7 separate regions of the Mus musculus genome follow, and regions 1, 2, 3, 4, 5 and 7 are each linked to region 6. A link is a contact called in public Hi-C, HiChIP or PLAC-seq, Micro-C and promoter capture Hi-C data. All regions are on one chromosome and are shown on one strand. Each heading gives the region's core, a stretch centred on a gene start, on an enhancer-like site or on the middle of the called end of the contact. The rest is flanking DNA. Distances are from core to core; before and after follow the strand shown.

Region 1 (2,704 bases), core at 7-2,506, 440 kb before region 6:
AATCATAGTGAAAAAGAGATAGCCATTCAGACTAAAGTAAATCTCTGAAGCTTTACCTCTGTGGATCCAGATAGAATATGAACAGGGTTATTGTTATACCTGGCTGTCCTGTGGGAATGTGGGGGAGGATGCCTGATCAGTAGTCATGCTGGTAATTTCTGATGAAGCCCCCAGTGTGGCATCATTGAGAAAAAGACACCAGAATAGATGCTCAATAGTCTGGGCAGAAGCAGATGCAATACATGACTGGCCTGAAGGACCCTTCTCCAGAAGATGAGTGCATCCTGCAGCTTTGTGGGATGGTGGTTACCTTGATATATACGTCTGTGCAAACCCTGCCCTGGGTAATTAAGACCTAAATGCTTTACTGTCTATGCATTTTGGCTCAATTAGAAAAAGAAAACGTTCAAAGGGGAACCCCAGGATATATGGTATTTAAAACAATGAAACACACACACACCACACAAAAAAACCTATGGGATGCCTTTCTCTGCAAGATGGCATAGGAGAAGTGCCTGAGGCTGCCGTGGGTTGACTATGCAACAGCAGTGCCTCTGTGGGTGCCTTCTGTTTCCTGATTATAAGCCCATGGTCTTCATTGTGGGCGGCCTGGAAAACACAGCTCAAAAATTGAGCTTGCCCCATCTCCGTGCTGAAGAGGTGTGGGAGGGCAGGTCTCCAGTCCAACAAACAAGTCAGTGGGTGACCTGGGACAATTCCTTAGTTTAGTTTGACTATTCTCTGGGTCTCCTCACCATCCCCTGTATGGTTTTACCTGGGTCTTTGTATTCTAGGGTAACAAGTTATGTTTAGCTGCATTTATCTATTCGTTGTTAATTCTTAAAGTGTACACAGCATCAGCTTTGTTTCTGGACAGTTAATAGGTGCCACGGGAGCTCAGTCATCTACTCCCACTAAAGACTGTGTTAATGACCAATAGCACATGGCTAAATCCTCTTCTTTTGCTGAATGATAGAACCTAAACCCTGCTCCTATTCTGTGAGGTCTCGCTGTTCTGGGTGAGTCTCCTCTTGACACAGCAGCAGTGCTGGATGAAAGAAAACCCTCCTTTGTGAAGGGATTTGTGGCTGGACTTTGTTTGGTATATTATTTTGGGTCAGAGACCTCAAAGGCTCATTTCTCTTTTTCTCCCATCTGTAAAATCCCCCATTATCTTTCCATATAGATCTGTCATGGATACAGGTCCAGAGAACGCCCACGGCTTTGTTTTTGTAGACATGCAATACTCACATCTGATTGCTATTTCTGCTGTGTGCACACCAGGTTTATATTTAGAGGAAACTCTAGAGTCAAATTTGATGTTGTATAGAGGAAGCTGGCCTTCTAGGGAGGGAAGCTCCCCTTTGGGGGAGAAGGGGTCCCTGATAATCATTATAGAAGGACTGACGGAGGCATGGTCTCTGACTGTGCTATGGGATCCTAGAGGTGGTGAGGCTGAGGATGTTGGGAAGAAATGGAAGGAGAGAAGGAAAGAGAGAAAGACACTCACATTCACATGTATGCACACATACACAGCCTGGTTTGTTTGGCTTTTGCTACCAGTAGGAACATGCTCAAAGTGAGAATTCCTCTGCAGAGGGACCGCACAGCCTTCCTTTGCCAGACAATTGTCTCCTGACTGTCTGAGAGAGTCGCTTGCGCCCAAGAAAAGCCTGAAGACTAAGGGGGTTGGGGGGAGAGGATAATTAAAGTAAATTAGAGGGTGAGTGGGGGATGGGAGATCATGCCTGGTCCTGTTGCTTTGCCAGAGGCTCTGAGGCCTGAAAGGACAGGGCTGGGCAGGACTATTCTGAGAAGATGGTCTTTGTCAAACCCTGCCTCCTTCCAACAGTGATGCACACAGCCCAGCCACCCCCACACCCCAAGACCCCCACTGTTGTCCCTGCAGTCCAAAGCCATCCATTGGCCTTGATATCTTTGCAGGTAAGTAGCAACAGCCACCAGTGCAAGATTTTTTTTTCAAACAGTTCCACATGGTTTTTCTGAATCCTTCCAGTTTTATGTAAATTTTTATTTGTTTAGATAGTTGATTCTCTGTGGTAGGTGGCTTCATCTCTCAGGGGATGTCTGGTGATATTGTAGAGGTGAGATATTCTCACCTGTAAACTGTTGGCATATTAACCAACTATGTTTAAATTTCAGATGATACAAAGAATAAATTTTGAAGTATTAGAAGGTCCAAAATATTGCCTAAGCTTTGTTTTTAATTCTAAAAAGCTATTCATTATGTATATAAAAGTCTGCTCTAACTAGGGTTCTTATATTTGTCAAAATACATCAAAGCACAGAACAGCCCTTTCCTGATGCCTAGAACATGTACCTGAGATAATTCTGAATAACTTTTCCACACGGCTAGGTTATTCTATTGGACGTATGTTTGCTACTCTCTTTCCTCATGATCCTCAATTTACTGGAAGCCAAGTTGCCACATTCCCCAGTCAGCGGCATTACATCTTCTTCAGGGTTCACAGACACACGCAGACTCAAGAGTGAAAAGCAAGTGGGAATTCAGGAACTCAGACCACATTTTACCTTAAAATTACCATCTCTTCAGAAAGGAATCTTTGATTCTAACTATGGAGAGTATGAATGGGTCCATAAGCCAGGGGCAATGAATACAAGTCAAAGAAAAGTCCATCTATAAAGAACTAGGGGAGCAGTACTGAATTTTGCTGGACAGGCT
Region 2 (2,700 bases), core at 81-2,580, 380 kb before region 6:
CTTGTTTGAAAACCAGCTCTATTGAGGCTTAATTGACATACAACAGAGAAGATTTTGAACGTCTACAGTCTGATAATGTTTCTGGTGAGGGAGAGCTGAAGAGCCAAAGGAGACTTCAGAGAATAGTAACAACCTTTGGAGGCCAAGTCCATTCGGGGTGGCTGGGGACGTGTTGCTATTGAAACAGGTGAAGCATAGAGACCCAGGGGCTTTAACAGAGATCATTCTAGAAGGAAAGAAGCAGCATTAGTAACTGACAGACCATTTTGTTTTTACTTCCCTGATCTTCCTTAACCCCAGGAGAATCCTTACTTCACTTTCTTGTCCTCTGTTTCAAGGACCTCTTGCTGGTGTCAATGGGGTCAGAGTGGATGATGGAGCAGGAGAAGGAGAACTCTTTCCAAATTGAGATCTGTAACCAGTCCCTGGTCCCATAGCTGCTCCCTAAGAGAGGGTCAACGAGTTCATTTGCCTCGTCTCTTTCAGGACTTTCTCTCCACACCACTTCTTCACAGTCCCTGAATCCGCTATGTTTACTCTATACTGTAAGTGTGGCATATAATAAGAACTAATGTGTGGGTTTGAAGACCGTCTGGCACGCTGGTCGCTTGGGTTTTACAGCATACCCACAGAGCTGATCTGGAGCCTGGACACTGTGGTCCTGGGAGAAGCACCAAAGATCTAGAAGTCAGCCTCACCCTGAGTTCACGGAAGCATCACGCTACCCTCGCCCAGCGTGGACCATTCTTTCAGTAGCAGCTTTGGTGTCTGTGTCTTTGAGATGACAATGACCGATCAGATCATTTAATAGTGTGTTTCCCACTGCCTCTTCTCTCGTCATCAACACTGCCCTCCCTCTCTGCACTGTTCTTAGCAAAAGGCAATATAAAATGAAAAGCACCAGGAAAAGTGAAAAAGAGATGGATGTGCTGCCTTTGGGCTTCTAATTCCATTTTCCCAACAGCTCCGCCCATCACCTCAGTCCCAAACCAACACGTTTATTCCAGTTCTCACCACATCGGCTGGGCTGCAAGGAGGACCCTCCCTCTAGAAGCTGCCCGAGTTTCTTTGAGGCCCTGCTCCTACCCCAGGGGAATATCCACTCCCCTACCCCACCGCCTTGCTCCAGAAGAAGCCATTATGAAATTAACTGGCGATAAAACCAGCCACAGGGGGACTGTGGGGCATTTATCTTTTTCAAACGCCTTGTTGTTTTTGCCCATCTGGTTGCAGTTAGTGCAGAGGTATAATTTTCAGTGCTGTTCTTTTCTGGTAGACCATACAATTAAGGTATTTGAAAAACAAACAGCTCTTAACCACCGCACGGTGAGGAGCCCCTTCAGCAATCTGTGACCCATTTTCCCTGAGCAAACACAGTCCGGTAACCAAGGCAGTCCGAAAGCAAGAGCCGAACGAACGTCAGAAATTATTTTTTAATGTAATAACCTTGCCCCTTCTGGCACTCCTTGGAGGAGAGAAGAGGGGCGTGGGGAGGACAGAAAAGAAACTCGGGAAATAGCCCTTCAACAAGTCCTCGACTTGTGAGCCCTTAGTATCTTCTTTAGGCCTTTCAAGACAGGATTTTGTATATAGAGACTTTCAGAAGGGAGGGGCTCCGTGCAGACAAGCAGAATTTTTTTTAAAGGGGACGATGCAGGTTGTGTTCCAAGGAGGCCTTTTTCTCACTACTTCTGGACACATCCAGGTGGTAACTGCAAATGCTCACGTCTCCCTTAAATGGGAAAAAATATTGGCACTATGGTCAATCTGGGCCTTTAGACTGATTTTATCTTTAGTAATGTATTCATCCAAATAAAACTCTCATGAGGAAAAGGCCCGGCCATGCTTCTCCATGGCTGCCATGGCTGCCATGGCTCAACTCGGTCTTGAACTTTTTTCTGAAGATCTTATTGGTGTATGAGATAACTAGTTTTGTTTTGTTATTCTAAAAATAAAATAAAATAATGCTTCATACATTCTGTCATTAATGGTATTCAGCACCTTTGATTCTCAATGCCAGCCTGCTTCAAAAAAATAAAATTCAATAAATAAAATGAAATGGAGCCTAAACAAGATGAAGGTATTTCACTCATGAAGAATCTCTGAACACTTGACTTAGAGAAAGACTATAAATTCTGAATCAGAATTCAGATGCAGGAGAAGTCATGACCCCCTCACAGTACCACCTCAAACCCCACAGGGAGTCCCCTACATAAGGTCATGTCTCTTTTTTTAATTGGTCTGTCCTGACTTGCCCTAAAAGGACCTGTCATTCTGAGTCTGAGCCCAAGTCAGTGAAAAGAGACAAATTTCCTGCTTTCTTTCCAGGAGCAGGAGGGAAGTCCCTCTTGATGATAACGTACCCTCCATGCTAGGAAGCCTTGTGGACAGGTTAGAGGCTGGGAGCTCTTCGGACCAGGGAATGTGTGCTTGGGATTCCCACATGTGGGTCCCTTAGCTTAGCCTGGTTATTCAGAGGTGGGTTAGCCTTTATTGGGGTTCCTGTTTTTTCTCTACCAGAGCGAATTACATTTGGAGAGCCCACAGGAGGAGAATGAATGAGATAATCCATGTAGAAAATTGTGGAGAAAAAAAAGAGCGTTATGAAACCAAGTGTACAATAACTGTGTTCTCTAACCTCGAATCTACCTTCCAGCCCCGTTCACTCATTCCACACAACATACTCATGGAGAGCAAATA
Region 3 (2,700 bases), core at 61-2,560, 470 kb before region 6:
ATTCTATGTAGTATCATAAATCCCAGACAAAGATTGTCCCTGTAGTGAAAGTCCAAGCACTCTTGACACGAGGCCACCTTTGCAATGCAAATCAGACTTTAACTGCCATATCTCCACCATAAAGTTCGTAATTACAAAAGACTTATAAACTGTATGCTTATTTTTGGTCCTTGAGTTTTATTTTATGAGGATAATAATATTTTGCTTTTATTTCAGACAACCATCTTTCTTGGGGGTTGGGGAGAAAAACATTTTCTCACTTGTTATTTAACTTGTTATTTGACAGTTTCAGCGCATGTCAAAATTCAAAAGACTAAAATCACACCTGTCTCCTAGCAGGCTTAATGAAAGGAAAATCCTCCTTTACTTGTAGCAATGTCCATGATGAGCTCTGGAAATGAACACCCGGGTAAAAGAACAAGTACACCTTAAACAGGCTTAATAGGTGAGCAGCTAGCGACTGATTCACTAACCCCAAATTCCCGATGAACCTAAAAACATATTCAAGAAAAACCATAACTAATGTAAGAATCTATATGACACCATAACTAAATGGCAAACTTAGAATTAACGTAAAAATCTATTCAATAGAATTCTTATATATGAAGACATAAGCACTAAGTTTTAGTTAGATATCTCTAAATCATACTTGCAAGTTTTTATAGAAGATGAGGAATTCTGGGGGGATAATGGTATGAATAGAATAAAAGCTAGTGTTCCCCCCTAAAATTCAAGCAAGAAGAAGGAGAAGGGGAGGAGAAAGAGGAGGGGGAGAAGAGGGAAGAGAAGGAGGAGGAGGAGGGGGGGGGGGACATGGAGGAGGAGGAGGAGGAGGAGGAGGAGAAGGAGAAGGAGCAAGAAAAGAATCTACTTTACTAGTGAACTGGAATGTGTGGAGGGTGTGCTGCTAGTTCAAAGCACTGACTTCAGACAGGGAGGAGACTTAAGTGGATAAGGTGGAAGGAGCCAGGCAGTCTTGGGAGGGTAATGCTTCAGAGGGAAGACTGACAAGGAAGGGGAAAACTTGAGATTCTTGCAGGCAAAAGAAAACTGAGTCATTAATGAAATAAATTATGGTGTGGCATTTGATAAATTACTATAATTATATACAAAATAGCACAAGTAATTTATAATTTAAAAATAAATAAATTTCAAAATAAATTCTAATATAGAAACCTATAGACAATTTCACTCTCTACCCCTGAGCCCCACTCCCACCCCCAACAAAATCGTTCAGGATAAAAACCATATTTTATTACACTGACAGATGAGAGTGTTCTCTAATGTATCTGATAAATCTTCCAAGCCACCTGCCCCAGCACAGAACTGTAGAGACACAAACCAGCTTTGTACGTACAAATTCTTATCACGAGAAAGCAGAATGAGTGTCGGAGCATGGGCGGCTGATGAAAGTTGGTCTGGAACCAAATAATGATGAGGCTGAAGAAAACTGCAAGCTGATACTCCAACCTGAGCAGAAGAGCTCTGCACAGCGCACACTTTTGTAACACCCCACACTGAGTCTGAAATGTAACACACACACAAACACAAAGCACCCAAGACATGAAAAGAGAGGAAAGGCAGAAGACAAAGAGGAAAGTCATATAGAAAACAGACTAAATTACAAGGTGCCAGAGGGAGACCAAATCTGAATGATAGCATAATAAAGCTATTACATCAGCACAGGAAAGTAACCAGGAGAATAAAAATTATCCTATCAAAACTATTAGATTTCAAAGGTAAGCCAAAGAATCCTTTAAATATTGAAGCCATAGAGAAATAACTTTAAACACAGAAGAGCTCAAGAAACCTTGTGAAGAAGTCCATGAGCCCTAATGAGACATGTGGTTACAAGATGAAATTTATCTGAAAAAGAAGATTAATAGTGCAACGTAACAATGGTGAACTTTCAAGTGTCTTGGTTTGTGACATAGGATAAAATAGGAGACTTGCTTGGAAGAATAAAACCTTATGCAATGCATTCCCTAAGGCCTGTGTTGTACTTTTAAATAAACTAGAAATAAAGCAAAGTGAACAGAATATGTCAATCATATCAATAAATGTAAATGGCCATAATTCAACCATTAAGATTTTTTTTCAACCCGGGAAAAAAAAAACCAACTCCAAAACAAAATGATCAGAGAAGAGAAATGCAGGGAAGAGACAGTAAATAGAAGTGCTTAGAAAGTAAGTGTAGAGAATGAGATGCCAGACAAAGAATTCATAACTGCAGGTTCAGTGTGGCAAGCAGGGCCATCTGCATTGCTTCTCAGCCTTTTGTCTAAGATCAAGTGAGAAGATAACTTTTAAAATTGTGCAAAAGACAGAATTCACAATTAAGAATAATGGCTAAAGATTTCTGTCCACCAAATCAACACAACATGCTTCAAAATCAAACTATAGGAGCTATAGGATATAAGTATAAAAGCACTTACATATCAAAAAGTGACTTTTGTGCAAATCAAGTAGGCAAATCAAGTGTGCTGGTTAGGGTTCACCAGAGGGATGAGGGTGTTGAGGATATAAATAATGGTAAGGGGACATTAATTGGGGTGACTCAGATGTTAAATCATCTGCAATCTGGAGAGCCAAGGATGCCCTGGAGGTAATCTGTCCAAGAATCTGGATGCCTTAAAACCAGAAGACAGAGATGTGGCTGGAGTCTGAAGCAGAAGGCGTGAGAGCTCCTGTAAGTCATTG
Region 4 (2,700 bases), core at 108-2,607, 350 kb before region 6:
AGATAAAAGGGTGTTGTCCAGGTTGAACAATAAGAATGCAAACAATCCAATTAAGATGACAAAATAATCTGAACAAACAACTCATCAAAGGAGAAATCAAGATGGAAATAAACATGGGGAAAGATGCTCACTATCATATGTCATTGGGTAATTTAATAAAACAATAGTGAATGCTCCTACACATCTATCAGAATGGCCAAACCCCAAACACTGACAATGGCAAGGACAGTCTAGGGCAAAGAGCAGAAAGACTACTCACCAATACTGGGAGTACAAAACAGAACAGATACTTTAGACAACAGTTTGACAGTTTCTTGAATAAACTAATAAACCCTAATTATCTGTTCCATTAATTGTGCTTCTTGGTGCTTATGCAGTGAATTAAAAACTCAAGTCTTCCCAAAACATACAATAAAACTCTGTTGATTATTGGCAAAACTTGAAAGCAGCCATCTTAGCCTGCAGGAAATGAACACAATGTGGTAAACTCAGACAACAAAGTATTACTCAGCATGCATGAACACACACACATATACACAGAAAAGCTCATAAGACATTTGAAAAGACATGGAAGAAATGTAAGTGTGTATGAATACCGAAAGAAGCTTGTGTGAAATGAATCCACTGTTTATTATCCCAATTATAGGAAATTCTGAAAAGGGGCATCACAGAAATAATACAGGATGCAACCGAGAGACCATGGAATATGCACTGAAAGTGAGGTCTACTAAAATCATGGACTTAACAGGATAAGGAGGTGGTAGCCACAAATGTGCCACTCTGGCAAAGAAGGTTGAAGGTGGAAGAGTCTGCCCTTCTGTGGGGCAGGAGGTACCTGTGAGTACTTTTCATCCAATTTTGTTCAGAATCTAAATCTTCTCTGAAAAAGAAAATTTGATTTTTAAAATTGGGTGGCATATGCTGGGTATGACAGTAGACAGCACAAAGATGACAAAGTAAGTGATCCTACCCCAGACCTCAAGGAATGTGTAAGGAAATTGCAAACAGCAGATAAAATGCCCATAAAAGAGAGCAGTAGAGAAATGTATAATTCAGAGAGATGGTTCCGCTCTATTTTTTGTATCATCCCCTCTAGAGCATAAACCTCGATACGCAGCACATAGAAGGAAGACCCCAGTTAAAATCCCCAAAGCTGAACATAACTGTTGTTACCAAGCATTATGTATTGGGAACTGAAATCACCTCTTATAGTGTAGGAGGCAATAATCTGTGGAGCCCCAGTTATGACCCCGACAACTGTTCCCGTCAGCCTGTTACACAACCACTCTGTGCCGGTAAAGCAATTTGCACAGGGCCTGGCATGGAGCAGCATCCCATAAACAGCGCTTCTGCTTGTTATGACAGAAGGTGGAAGCGTCTACTGTTCATTACGAGGGTACAAGAGGCATCTGGCAGAGAGCAGACATCACCCAGCCGTGTTATTTTTCAGATTATGAAACTGAATATGGTGCAAAGCGTGCTCCATACACAGGCATCTTCAGCAGCTTTTGACAGAAATTCAAGGCCTTGGTCCCTACCCTAGACCTACGCAATAAAAATCCCTGAGGGTGAGCAGGAACCTATTTGCAGGTAACTCTGGTACACAAAGCAGAGGAATAATGAGTAGAATCCAGTCTCATCAGTGTACACACACACACACACACACACACACACACACACACACAAACACTTATAGATAGTTAAAATTAAAATATAATATCTTGCCCCTTTTCCACTTTCAAATTAACCCTGGGCATCGGTTCCTTAAGACAGAGGAAGTTGACAGAATTGTTCTCCAAACCCAAAGAAAAACAAGGACCTACTTACTGAATTTGTGGCAACCACAATCCAATATTTTAAGGTGTTGGTTAACAAATGAATGATAGAGCTGAGCATGTCACGTGACTTGCCATATAAAAGGATGGCATTCCAATACATAGTGCAACAGGAATGGAACAGGAAGCTTGAAGAAATGCTGAGAAAACCATCCACAGGAGACCACAGATTGTCTGGCTGCAACTATACAAAAGGTTCCTAAGAGATAAGCCATAAGTCCATAGGTTAATGATAACTACGTTGCAGGTCAGGGAGGTTTGGAAGATGACCACTGATTGACACAAGATTCCCTTTCAGGGAACAGAAAATATCCTAAAATTGATTTGAGTGAACATTCCATGACTCTAGGACTGCAAAAAAGCATTGAATTTCCCATGGTCTAGTAGATGGTCCTACACCCAGACACCTTTAGCAACATTAACTGGGCTTGATGGATTATCAAAACAACAACAATAAAATGATATGAAATTGGGAATGGAGGGACATGATGGGGAGAATACAGGGGTGAAACTGGAGGTTGAAACTGAGGGGGGCTTATGATTCTATTTGATTGTATACATGTATAAAATTCTCTGGAAAAAAATAAAATTACAATAAGAAAGTAAATTATAACCCAGTGTAAAGAAATCTAAACCCCAGGCCTATTGTGGAGATGTTGTCTTCAGGGCAAGAGCTAGTCTTTATTCATCACCACACAACAAAAGTTCATCCCTGTTCTAGAACTATTGTGTTGCTTGCAACAATGGCATGAAGTAAATGTGGATTCTATGATATCAATGCAGATACCTGTCCTTCCATGCTACCTCTATCAGTGGACACTGTCATCACCAGGGCCTACGAACACACACACACATACCAACAGAT
Region 5 (2,780 bases), core at 25-2,524, 340 kb after region 6:
GCATCAGAATTTCTAAGTGCATTAGCATAATTAGCCCAGCTCTGTAGATGACTCATTGCAGTGTGTTTTCTAAGTCTGTGACCCTAACAGTAGTGGCAGGGGTGGGGCGGAGTGGGATTCTAAATTACAAATGGCCCAAGTCTGCAGTTGTAAACAGCAAGTATTGATACAGCTTGTTTTGGGCTTCCTTCTCTCTGGGTCTCTGCATTTAGGAATACTCTTCTGTTCATTGGAAATGCCTTGACAAGGATGGGTAGAGTGGTACAAATAAGAAGAAAGGGCAGAGGAAATTAAAGTCAACTTCCAATCTCTCCTCGCTGGTGGCTCTGTGGAAAATTCGGATGGGGGAAGGCTAGGGATTTTAGTTAGCATGAGGGTATATTATTGCCCTGGATTCTTATGAGTCACAGCCGAAAGAACGTAACAGCTTGAAGTAAAGATGACACTGGTAATGGTGGCTATATAACAAATATGTATTTTACCTCAAGCCTAGGAATATTAGGTTGACTTAGGCATATGAGAATAAAAATGAATCCAACACATAATGCAGGGTCAGGGAGAGAAGGGAGAGAGGAGAAGGAAGAGGAAGAGAAGGAAGAGGAGGAGGGGGAGGTCGAGGGGGAGGGGAGGGGGAGGGGGAGGAGAGAGGAGAGAAGATGAAAGAGGACATTTCCTTTCTTGTTGCAGTTTAAATTCTAGAAGGCAAAAATGCTTCAAGGTTTAAGAAGCACTTTTCTCGTGAGTTCTAAAGTCATGAGAGATTTAATCTCCACCAGGGGCCAGCTTCAATATGGAAGTCACAAAACTTTATCCTTTCTAAAGCTACCAAGTGACATCTACTTTAAGTGCGTGTAAAGAAGAGCATCATAGATTTTGGTTAAAAGGAAACTGTATTGGGTGTATACGTGCTGAGGGAAGCGGTGAGAGGGACGAACGGTGGACAGGGAGCTTACGAATGGTGCTGTCCACCCGAATTCTTTCTATCTGGGAAAAGACATTGGAGTGAATACACGCATCACTCCACCACCCAAGTTCCCATTCTGCCTCCTTTACTCTTCACTGCCTCCTCCCTCCTCTCCTAAATCCCTCCTTCTCTTCGTACCTCCCTTTCCCCTGGTTCCTCCCTATCTTCTTCCTCTTCCTTCAAACAGTTCTCTCTCCTCCTGTGGCTCCCTCTCTCCTAGTCTCTCGCTCTTTCCCTCCTCCATCCCTCAGCGGCGTCTGCGTCAGGCCCCCACTGGCATGACGCGCGGGGTCTGGGTGGGAGCTGTCCACTCACCCAGGTGCTGAACGCAGCAGCGGCTTCACGGCCGCTCGGGTGGGAGTAGCTGGGTGCCTTCTCCGCTCTAAGAAGGTTGTTTCCAGTCCTCGGACCGCCAGCCTACCGCCCGGCACCTCCCTTCCAGCACCACCCCTTTGGGAACTGAGCCAGGGGGGCAGCAGTCGCGGCGGCGGGTGCTGAGCAACCGCGGAAGACAACACCTGGCAGCAGGCTAGAATCTGATTTGTTTCCTTTTCGGCTTTTCTAAGAGATATATTTATATACGGTTCTGGGGAGTCTCCAGGACCAAGCTGGAGCCAAGTGCCGTCTGTCTGACCATCTCGACCACACCGTCTCTATTCCTCCTCCCCACCTTCAGCTTACACCGCAAACAAGCCTTACCTCGGTGCATCTGGGAGAGGTAGCAACAGCAAGCGAGCCTAGCCAGCCAGAGGCAGCCGGAGGAAGGAGGGGCGGCGTGGGGGTGGGAGCAAAGAGCGGGCCGAGGCCGCCCAAGGTGGGGGGAGCGGGGGCAGAGCTGTCGACAGGACCTGACAGCCGCCCTCCTCCACCCCCACCCACCAGAAGCACTCTTTCCTGATTATCCGAGAACTGAATTGTTCCATTAGTATTATTTTATTTTTTATTCTCCCCATCACTTCCCCACCGCCCCTACCCCCACGCCTGCCTCGTCTGTGGTTGCATGGCAGCACTGCCCGGGTGCGGGGGCTCAGGGCCAGCCCCTCGGGAAGGAAGAGGAGGAGGATCATGAAGCCTGGAGTCGCGACCGCGCTGGACCGCGGGCAGCAGCCAGAGGACCAGCTGGAGCAGCCCCCGCCTGGGAGACACCAGGACGCAGACCAGCAGTCGCTTCTGCCGCCACAGCAGCAGCGCCGGGCGCGTGCAGACCCAGAGCAGGAGGAGGAGGGCGACAGCGACCCAGAAGAGGACGAGGAGGAGAAAGCGAAGCCACTCTCCAGCCCGGACCTGCCCATTTTCCAGCTCTCGAACCTCGCCCGAAGGGACCTTTGATGGAACCAAGGGGAGGGGCCTCCGACTTACAGACTGCAGCTGGAGTGGGCTGGGGGCTGAGATCATGTAACTATTCCCCTTTACTCTCCCCTCCCACAAGCCCCTCTTCGCTACCTCCTTTCTCAGATCCTTCTGTCACCTTCTCAACCCCAAACACACACCCTTCCTCTATTCAGGACCTTAAGCTCTGGAAGGCAGCAGCCCTCCGAGGGTTAAGGATCTCTTTTTCCTCCATCCTTTCCCGGTCCACCGCCCTATATCCCACCTCTTCTGTGTAGCCTTTTGGCTGCATAGGCGAAGCACAAGGCGAAGCTCTTTGCCCAATTTCACCCACAACCAGCCCCCCTAATTCCTCTCTTAAAAGCAACTCTGGTGCTGCTGGAGGTCAATTGTCCTGGTTTTCTGCCCAAGAGAATTAGGACGTCTTCTACCCCCACCCAATCTTGCCTTTCCCCAACCACTTCATACTACCTGAGACAGTCTGTCT
Region 6 (2,700 bases), core at 126-2,625:
CCCCTTTTTCTAAAAGAACAGAGCAAGGGAAGAAGAGAGTTGGAGAAAGGGCAAAAGCCCTGCCCCCAAGAACTCCCCAGAGACCATCACTTGATCATGTCTTTTCTTACCTGTGGTGGGCAGTCTACAGACCACCTATCATGTCAAATTAATTTTTAAAACAAACAAAAAAAGCTAAAGCCATCATATTCCTTCTTTCAAAAATTAGGTTTTCTTTCATTTTCCTAAGGGAAGAATGGTCCCTAGTGCTGACTAGCGATCTGGGGCTTCCTGTGGCATGGTGAGGATTTCTCACGTGCAGGCTCCAGGATGCTACCTTGGTACATATTAACCCTTAAACAAGGTCTCCTGCAGCGAGGTACCTGCTCACTCCAGGATCTGCCTACCCCACAGAAATGCCTCATTGTCAACCCAAGAAGGTTATCACTTTATCCTACCTTCCTTCCATTTAAAAGGACATTTAAGGTGTCCATGAGGACACCAGATAAAACTGACAACCCACAGCATTTCCTCCAGGGTCTCAGTCACTACTCCCAACAAAGCTGGGGAGGGGGGTGGGGTGGAGGGCGTTATCCCTTCTTGAAAGTGCACATAGCACGCTCACACTCAGAGAGAGAGAGAGAGAGAGAGAGAGAGAGAGAGAGAGAGAGAGAGAGAGAGAGATTCCCTGGTCATCTATATAGGTGAAGGAAAATGACCACTGGCTTTAACTAAAATCAGTACCCCACCAGAACAATAATGACAAGCCCTTGCCATAATCCCTCTGCCCCTTTTAATGGGGGAGGGGTCTACACACGCGCCCGCACTCCTTTTCTCTTTAAATTTATCTCAATGCCCCTCACCAGCTACTGTACACTACTTGTCCTCCAAACACAAACACACAGACAGACAAACCTTCAGTGGTCTCTTAGACACTTTTTTTTCTAAAGTTGGAAAGGACTTCTTGGGCAGGGTATACACGGCTAATAAGAAAATGTGACTCCTAACAGCCAGTGTCCGGGCTAGTTGTCGGAAAACAGACTCGCTCCATTGTATTCACCCAGCTTCTGAAGAGTACTGCCATCCACTCCTCCCTCCACCTTCTCCCTACTCTCCTCTGTAGCTCGCCTGTCTTCGCCCCCCCCCCAAAGCCCTTTCCGTACATTCCGTGAGGAGGAGGGCTCTGTGTAGGGAGCGAAGGGGAGCCCCCGTGTCTAGAAGGCCTCTCTTCCCCACCCCCACCCCGTGTGAGTTTGCGCTGCAAAGCTCCTTGGCATCCTTGCATGGGTTGGGTGTTGGGGAGCTCAAATTGCAGCTACAACTGGCTGGCAGCCAGGGGCCGTCTATTTAAAAGCGCCTGCTCGACCAGAGCCCGCAGTCTCTTTGGAAACTTCTAAAAGAGCTAGGAAAGAGCTGCAAAGCTGTTTGGGCTTTTTTCCCCCTTTTTGTTCCTTTTTGTTACCCCCCCCCTCGGTCTGCACCCTTCTCCGGACTTCACGCAGAACCTGCGGGTTTCGAAGAGGTGGTGACAGAGCAGGTGTTGGGGTCCAGGTTTGGTGAGGTCTGGGTTTTTGCCCTTTTTCCCCCCTCGATTTCAACATTTTCCCGATCTTGTTGTCAGCCGCCGACGCCTCTTACCTGTTCTGCGGCAGCAGCGCAGCTGGCCGCTGAGACCGAGCGGAGTGGGGTTGCGTTTTAGATTTTAAGCAAAGGGGGGAAAATTAAGCCCAATCCATTTTTTTCTTCACCTCCTCCCTTTTCAAGGCCTCCAAGCTAATTATTTCTGTTGCTTTGGAGTGAGCAATTCTGTGGTTCTCTCCACCACCACCCCCAATTCTGACCCGATCCCGCCTGGGGGTTTCTACGGTCTCCGCTCGCTCTGCGTGCACCTGGCGCGCCTCTTTTTTTCACCCCCAACCTGTTGCAAGTCTTTAATCCTCGCAATTGGGACTTGCGTGCAGGCATCTGAATCCTCCTTGCCTCATATTTTGCAAGTGTTTGGGGGAGAGCACCTGCTCTACCTGCAAGAGATTTAAAAGGAAAAAAATCTCCAGGCTCCCTCTTTCTCCACACACTCTCGCTCTCCTGCCCCGCCCCGAGGTAAAGCCAGACTCCGAGAAAATGGTGATCAGCGTGGTCCTCCTGCTGCTGGCCGCCTATGCCGTACCGGCTCAAGGCCTGGGTTCTTTCGTGCACTGTGAACCCTGCGACGAGAAAGCTCTGTCCATGTGTCCCCCCAGCCCTCTGGGCTGTGAGCTGGTCAAAGAGCCCGGCTGTGGCTGCTGCATGACTTGCGCCCTGGCGGAGGGACAGTCGTGTGGCGTCTACACGGAGCGCTGCGCCCAGGGTTTGCGCTGCCTCCCCCGGCAGGATGAGGAGAAGCCGCTGCACGCCCTGCTGCACGGCCGCGGGGTTTGCCTCAACGAAAAGAGCTACGGCGAGCAAACCAAGATAGGTGAGCGCTACTGGGGTTTCAGTTGCACGGCACAGGAGCTGGGGAGGGAGGCACCTTGGATGGGTGGGGACCGGGGACCGATTGGGAACCCGCGCGCTTTGCGCGCGCAGCAAGTGGCTTAGACCCTAGTAGCTCCTGAGAGTAGATGGGGTGGGTCCTTGCACCTCACACTTGAATCCCTGGCAGAGCAAGCTATCCTAGGCGGCTGTCTAACCGTCTCTACCAGTTTACACTTCATCTCCACCCCAACCCGACCCTCCCCCACT
Region 7 (2,700 bases), core at 198-2,697, 290 kb after region 6:
TTGAACTTGAGTTTCTAGTTAGGGTTTGGCCCAGCCCTTGACACATTCCCTCTGGCTGGAATACAGATATGCCTTTAGTACTCACCTTTGACTCCAAAACAATGAAGGTAAAGTTAGTTTGTAGGAGAAAGCACCCATGTTGAAAACGATGTCTAATTGAGTGGCAGACAAAGTGACGAGAATCAGAAAGATTTGACAGAATAGGATATGCCCAACTCTCATGAGGAACGGGAAGCCACTTAAGGGAGAGACAGACAGTGCAGGAGGAGAGAGTACAGCACAGGATACGGTAGAGTTGAGAGAAAGAGTAGAGCAGCAGAGAGGGAGGCGGAGGCAGTTTTACCGGGAGAGCTTTACAGAGACAGGCTGAAGAAAGAACAGGTCAGACACAGGTAAAGATAGAATGAGCAAGAGAATGAGAAGGAGCCAGAAGATTAGAACCAGATTCCTAGAGTTTGAGACCAAACAGAGCAATTCAGAGGCGGAGAGAAAAGCCAGACTGAATCAGTCAGCTGGGGAAAGAAGTCTGAGCCAGAACAGCTGAGTTGAACCAGCCAGCTAGAGTTCAGAAAAAACACGAAAGGGTGAGTTTATTCAGCAGCAAGTCTCAAGGGGCTGAAAACATTCAAGGCCCAGATCAGAATATAAGGAGGCTAGAAGCTTCCAGGACTAGGCCTAGGTTAGCAGATGGAGGCAGTGAGCCTCCCAGACAACTACAACAGGATAAAAGTTACTTTTATATTATAATGATTGTAACATAGGAAATACTCCAGTAGCACCGCCAGCCGTCAAAGAAAGCTCTAGACTCTTGACTTCAGAGGGTTTACATTTTAATCCTTGCTAAGACTCCCTTTAGACAAAGCACCCCAAAACATCTCCTCTCACAGATGTTACACTCAAGCCTGCCAGCCAGCAGCAATGAAAACTCTCAGCCTTGTATTCAACTAGGGTTATACCTACCAAGGCCTAGTATGCTGACTGACCCAGTTGGGGAGATGAGACCACGGAATGAGAGGTCCAACTAATAAACCATAAACCACAAATGCACACCACCACATAGACATTCCTCTTTGCTGAGACCTGGGCTTCCCTTCCCTTCCTGTGCACATCCTGGGTGCCTGAGAAAAGGGGACGCCCCGCCCCACTTTGCCTCTAGCATTTCCACTTGGATCTTCCCGTCCCCACTGCTCCCTCCTCTTGCCGTATTTGGTCTCGTCCGTCTCCAATGCTGCTACCTCCTTCGCAGCCCACTTTCTTACCTAGCGAGGCCAGTAAGGTGAGGCACCTTAGCAGAACAGCCCTAGACCAGGAGCGTCTTTCAGAGCCTTGCCTAGGCAGTTTTCGCTTCTGGTTGGACTGTTAGAGGAACTAGAATTCAAGCGCTACAATTTCACCCATCTTGGAGCGGGCCATTGGCATTTGAATGGCTCGGCCACCGTCGAACTACATTTCCCAACAGCCAGTACGGCCGCAGATCCCGGTCATAAATTGTGGGTGATAGTACACTTGGTGTAGGGCCTTCTGGGGTTTGTAGTTTGAATCGGAAAGCCTGCCCATTGGAGGTTGGTGAATTTGAGAGGCGTAACGTTGTGGGCGGGTCAAGGTGTGGTGCACCCTGGGAGTTGTAGCTCTCAGTTTCTCCAAACATTTAATCAGGCGTAAGGAAGGCTGAGCGTTCAGTGTCAGGGGTGTCTCCAGACATGTCAGACAGCCAGATTGATTTGATACTTAATAAAGATTTTCCTGGCACACCCGTTTCTAATAGTGCCGTCCTTATAAGCCCCAGCCGCTGCTGAGTATCTGCTTTCCTAGACCAAAGAGGAATTGAAATTTTTAGAGCCTCCATCAGTCAGCGTGCTGATCATTAATAGGAACTTAAGTTAATCCGAACTACAACCTATGAAACATAGACAGTAACTCATGTAACCCAGACTTGTCTAAGAACTCACCCTGTACCAGAGGATGTCTTTCCTGCCTCCACCTCCTACAGACTTGCACCATCATAAGATTATTATTATATCTTTTTTTTTTTTTCCTCAAAAGGCAGGATCTTAACATGTATCATTGGCCTAAAACTGACAGAGATCCTTCTCTGGAGTGCGATTAAAGTTGTGCACCACACACCCAGCTCCATTATCCTCATTTTATAAATGAGAAAACGGAACTAGGACTGGTCCACAATTTTCTCCAGGCTGTATTTAGCTACTTTGTTATTCTGATTCCAAAGCCCTCCCATCTATCAGATACTATCAAGGTTACTTGACTCCATTTCTGAGCACAGCATTCTTTCTGTCCTCCAATGGTTGAATATAATATTCTTCTATCATCAGCGTACACGGAAAGGTTGAAACGATTCTGTTTTCAAACAGAGCTCATTGCAAAGAGATAGATCTCTGAATACAGAGTTAATTGGGGAAATGACCAGACATTTAGGGAAATGTGATGTGTTTTTTAATAAGAAGAGACGATGAGGTGGACTGCAGTAAGATATCATGAACACAGGAGCTATCAAAATAGCAGCCCACAACAGGAGGAAGAGGAATGTTGCTAGTGTTGGCTATTCATGCCAACTCAAGGGGCAGGGGAAGGCTTTCAGTGCCTGAACTCTTGTAAAAGTATACTTTGTAAAGGTTATAAACCCTCAAGGCACACAAGTGGCCAGGCTCTGCCCTGCAGATGTCACTAGTGGTTGTACCAGTG

The links. Promoter capture Hi-C pulls out the DNA fragments that hold promoters and counts their contacts. A called contact is a pair of places that touch in the nucleus more often than the background predicts. HiChIP or PLAC-seq counts read pairs in DNA pulled down with a chosen protein or histone mark.
Region 1: a contact with region 6 is called in a promoter capture Hi-C map of hippocampal neurons, with 12 times the contacts expected there. The contact joins the enhancer-like site here to the promoter of Igfbp5 in region 6. A contact is called at or near these places in 14 of 39 promoter capture datasets (the 3T3-L1 cell line, cranial neural crest, embryonic stem cells and 6 more), 1 of 484 Hi-C or Micro-C datasets (cortical neurons), 11 of 115 datasets of contacts at active chromatin or transcription factors (craniofacial prominence, embryonic forebrain, embryonic limb bud and 6 more) and 1 of 9 other capture datasets (embryonic stem cells).
Region 2: an H3K4me3 HiChIP or PLAC-seq map of craniofacial prominence shows a contact between it and region 6, with 6 times the contacts expected there. The contact joins the enhancer-like site here to the promoter of Igfbp5 in region 6. A contact is called at or near these places in 17 of 39 promoter capture datasets (the 3T3-L1 cell line, the C10 cell line, the HPC-7 cell line and 7 more), 31 of 484 Hi-C or Micro-C datasets (the CH12 cell line, the HPC-7 cell line, the N1E-115 cell line and 16 more), 10 of 115 datasets of contacts at active chromatin or transcription factors (cardiomyocytes, craniofacial prominence, embryonic forebrain and 7 more) and 4 of 9 other capture datasets (adipose tissue, embryonic stem cells, liver and 1 more).
Region 3: a contact with region 6 is called in a Hi-C map of the N1E-115 cell line, with 5 times the contacts expected there. The contact joins the enhancer-like site here to the promoter of Igfbp5 in region 6. A contact is called at or near these places in 9 of 39 promoter capture datasets (3T3-L1-derived adipocytes, cranial neural crest, embryonic stem cells and 4 more), 1 of 484 Hi-C or Micro-C datasets (the N1E-115 cell line), 12 of 115 datasets of contacts at active chromatin or transcription factors (VIP interneurons, cardiomyocytes, craniofacial prominence and 9 more) and 3 of 9 other capture datasets (embryonic stem cells, liver and pancreatic islet).
Region 4: a promoter capture Hi-C map of hippocampal neurons shows a contact between it and region 6, with 15 times the contacts expected there. The contact joins the enhancer-like site here to the promoter of Igfbp5 in region 6. A contact is called at or near these places in 10 of 39 promoter capture datasets (the 3T3-L1 cell line, the HPC-7 cell line, HPC-7-derived erythroid cells and 6 more), 1 of 15 datasets of contacts at CTCF or cohesin (pro-B cells), 8 of 484 Hi-C or Micro-C datasets (the G1E-ER4 cell line, the N1E-115 cell line, cortical neurons and 5 more), 17 of 115 datasets of contacts at active chromatin or transcription factors (SST interneurons, VIP interneurons, craniofacial prominence and 11 more) and 4 of 9 other capture datasets (adipose tissue, embryonic stem cells, liver and 1 more).
Region 5: a Hi-C map of the N1E-115 cell line shows a contact between it and region 6, with 6 times the contacts expected there. The contact joins the promoter of Marchf4 here to the promoter of Igfbp5 in region 6. A contact is called at or near these places in 1 of 39 promoter capture datasets (erythroid cells) and 1 of 484 Hi-C or Micro-C datasets (the N1E-115 cell line).
Region 7: a Micro-C map of embryonic stem cells shows a contact between it and region 6, with 2.7 times the contacts expected there. The contact joins the promoter of Smarcal1 here to the promoter of Igfbp5 in region 6. A contact is called at or near these places in 4 of 39 promoter capture datasets (the C10 cell line, liver and pre-B cells), 4 of 484 Hi-C or Micro-C datasets (the G1E-ER4 cell line, embryonic stem cells, hematopoietic stem and progenitor cells and 1 more) and 1 of 115 datasets of contacts at active chromatin or transcription factors (large pre-B cells).

Annotation. Positions count from the first base shown.
Region 1 is chr1:73,311,678-73,314,381 of GRCm38.p6, reverse strand. No RefSeq gene overlaps it. Among named protein-coding and RNA genes, the nearest start is that of Gm31344, 51 kb to the left of the region's middle. Within about 2 kb of position 1,256, at least 11 of the 459 cell types and tissues checked have an H3K27ac peak or open chromatin away from gene starts, as enhancers often do. A contact at or near this core is called in hippocampal neurons, where this site is marked.
Region 2 is chr1:73,250,676-73,253,375 of GRCm38.p6, reverse strand. All of the region lies in intron 1 of Gm29185 (a long non-coding RNA gene), which reads right to left. Among named protein-coding and RNA genes, the nearest start is that of Gm31197, 110 kb to the right of the region's middle. Within about 2 kb of position 1,330, at least 30 of the 459 cell types and tissues checked have an H3K27ac peak or open chromatin away from gene starts, as enhancers often do. A contact at or near this core is called in the N1E-115 cell line, craniofacial prominence, embryonic limb bud and 3 more, where this site is marked.
Region 3 is chr1:73,347,346-73,350,045 of GRCm38.p6, reverse strand. No RefSeq gene overlaps it. Among named protein-coding and RNA genes, the nearest start is that of Gm31344, 15 kb to the left of the region's middle. Within about 2 kb of position 1,310, at least 2 of the 459 cell types and tissues checked have an H3K27ac peak or open chromatin away from gene starts, as enhancers often do. A contact at or near this core is called in the N1E-115 cell line, where this site is marked.
Region 4 is chr1:73,226,093-73,228,792 of GRCm38.p6, reverse strand. All of the region lies in intron 1 of Gm29185 (a long non-coding RNA gene), which reads right to left. Among named protein-coding and RNA genes, the nearest start is that of Gm31197, 87 kb to the right of the region's middle. Within about 2 kb of position 1,357, at least 1 of the 459 cell types and tissues checked has an H3K27ac peak or open chromatin away from gene starts, as enhancers often do. A contact at or near this core is called in hippocampal neurons, where this site is marked.
Region 5 is chr1:72,535,653-72,538,432 of GRCm38.p6, reverse strand. Marchf4 (membrane associated ring-CH-type finger 4) reads left to right here and starts at 1,274. Exons shown (of 4, transcript NM_001045533.2): 1 at 1,274-2,780. It also overlaps a transcript of Smarcal1 not described here.
Region 6 is chr1:72,873,540-72,876,239 of GRCm38.p6, reverse strand. Igfbp5 (insulin-like growth factor binding protein 5) reads left to right here and starts at 1,375. Exons shown (of 4, transcript NM_010518.2): 1 at 1,375-2,434. The coding sequence starts at 2,101.
Region 7 is chr1:72,581,998-72,584,697 of GRCm38.p6, reverse strand. Smarcal1 (SWI/SNF related matrix associated, actin dependent regulator of chromatin, subfamily a-like 1) reads right to left here and starts at 1,447. Exons shown (of 17, transcript NM_018817.2): 1 at 1,260-1,447.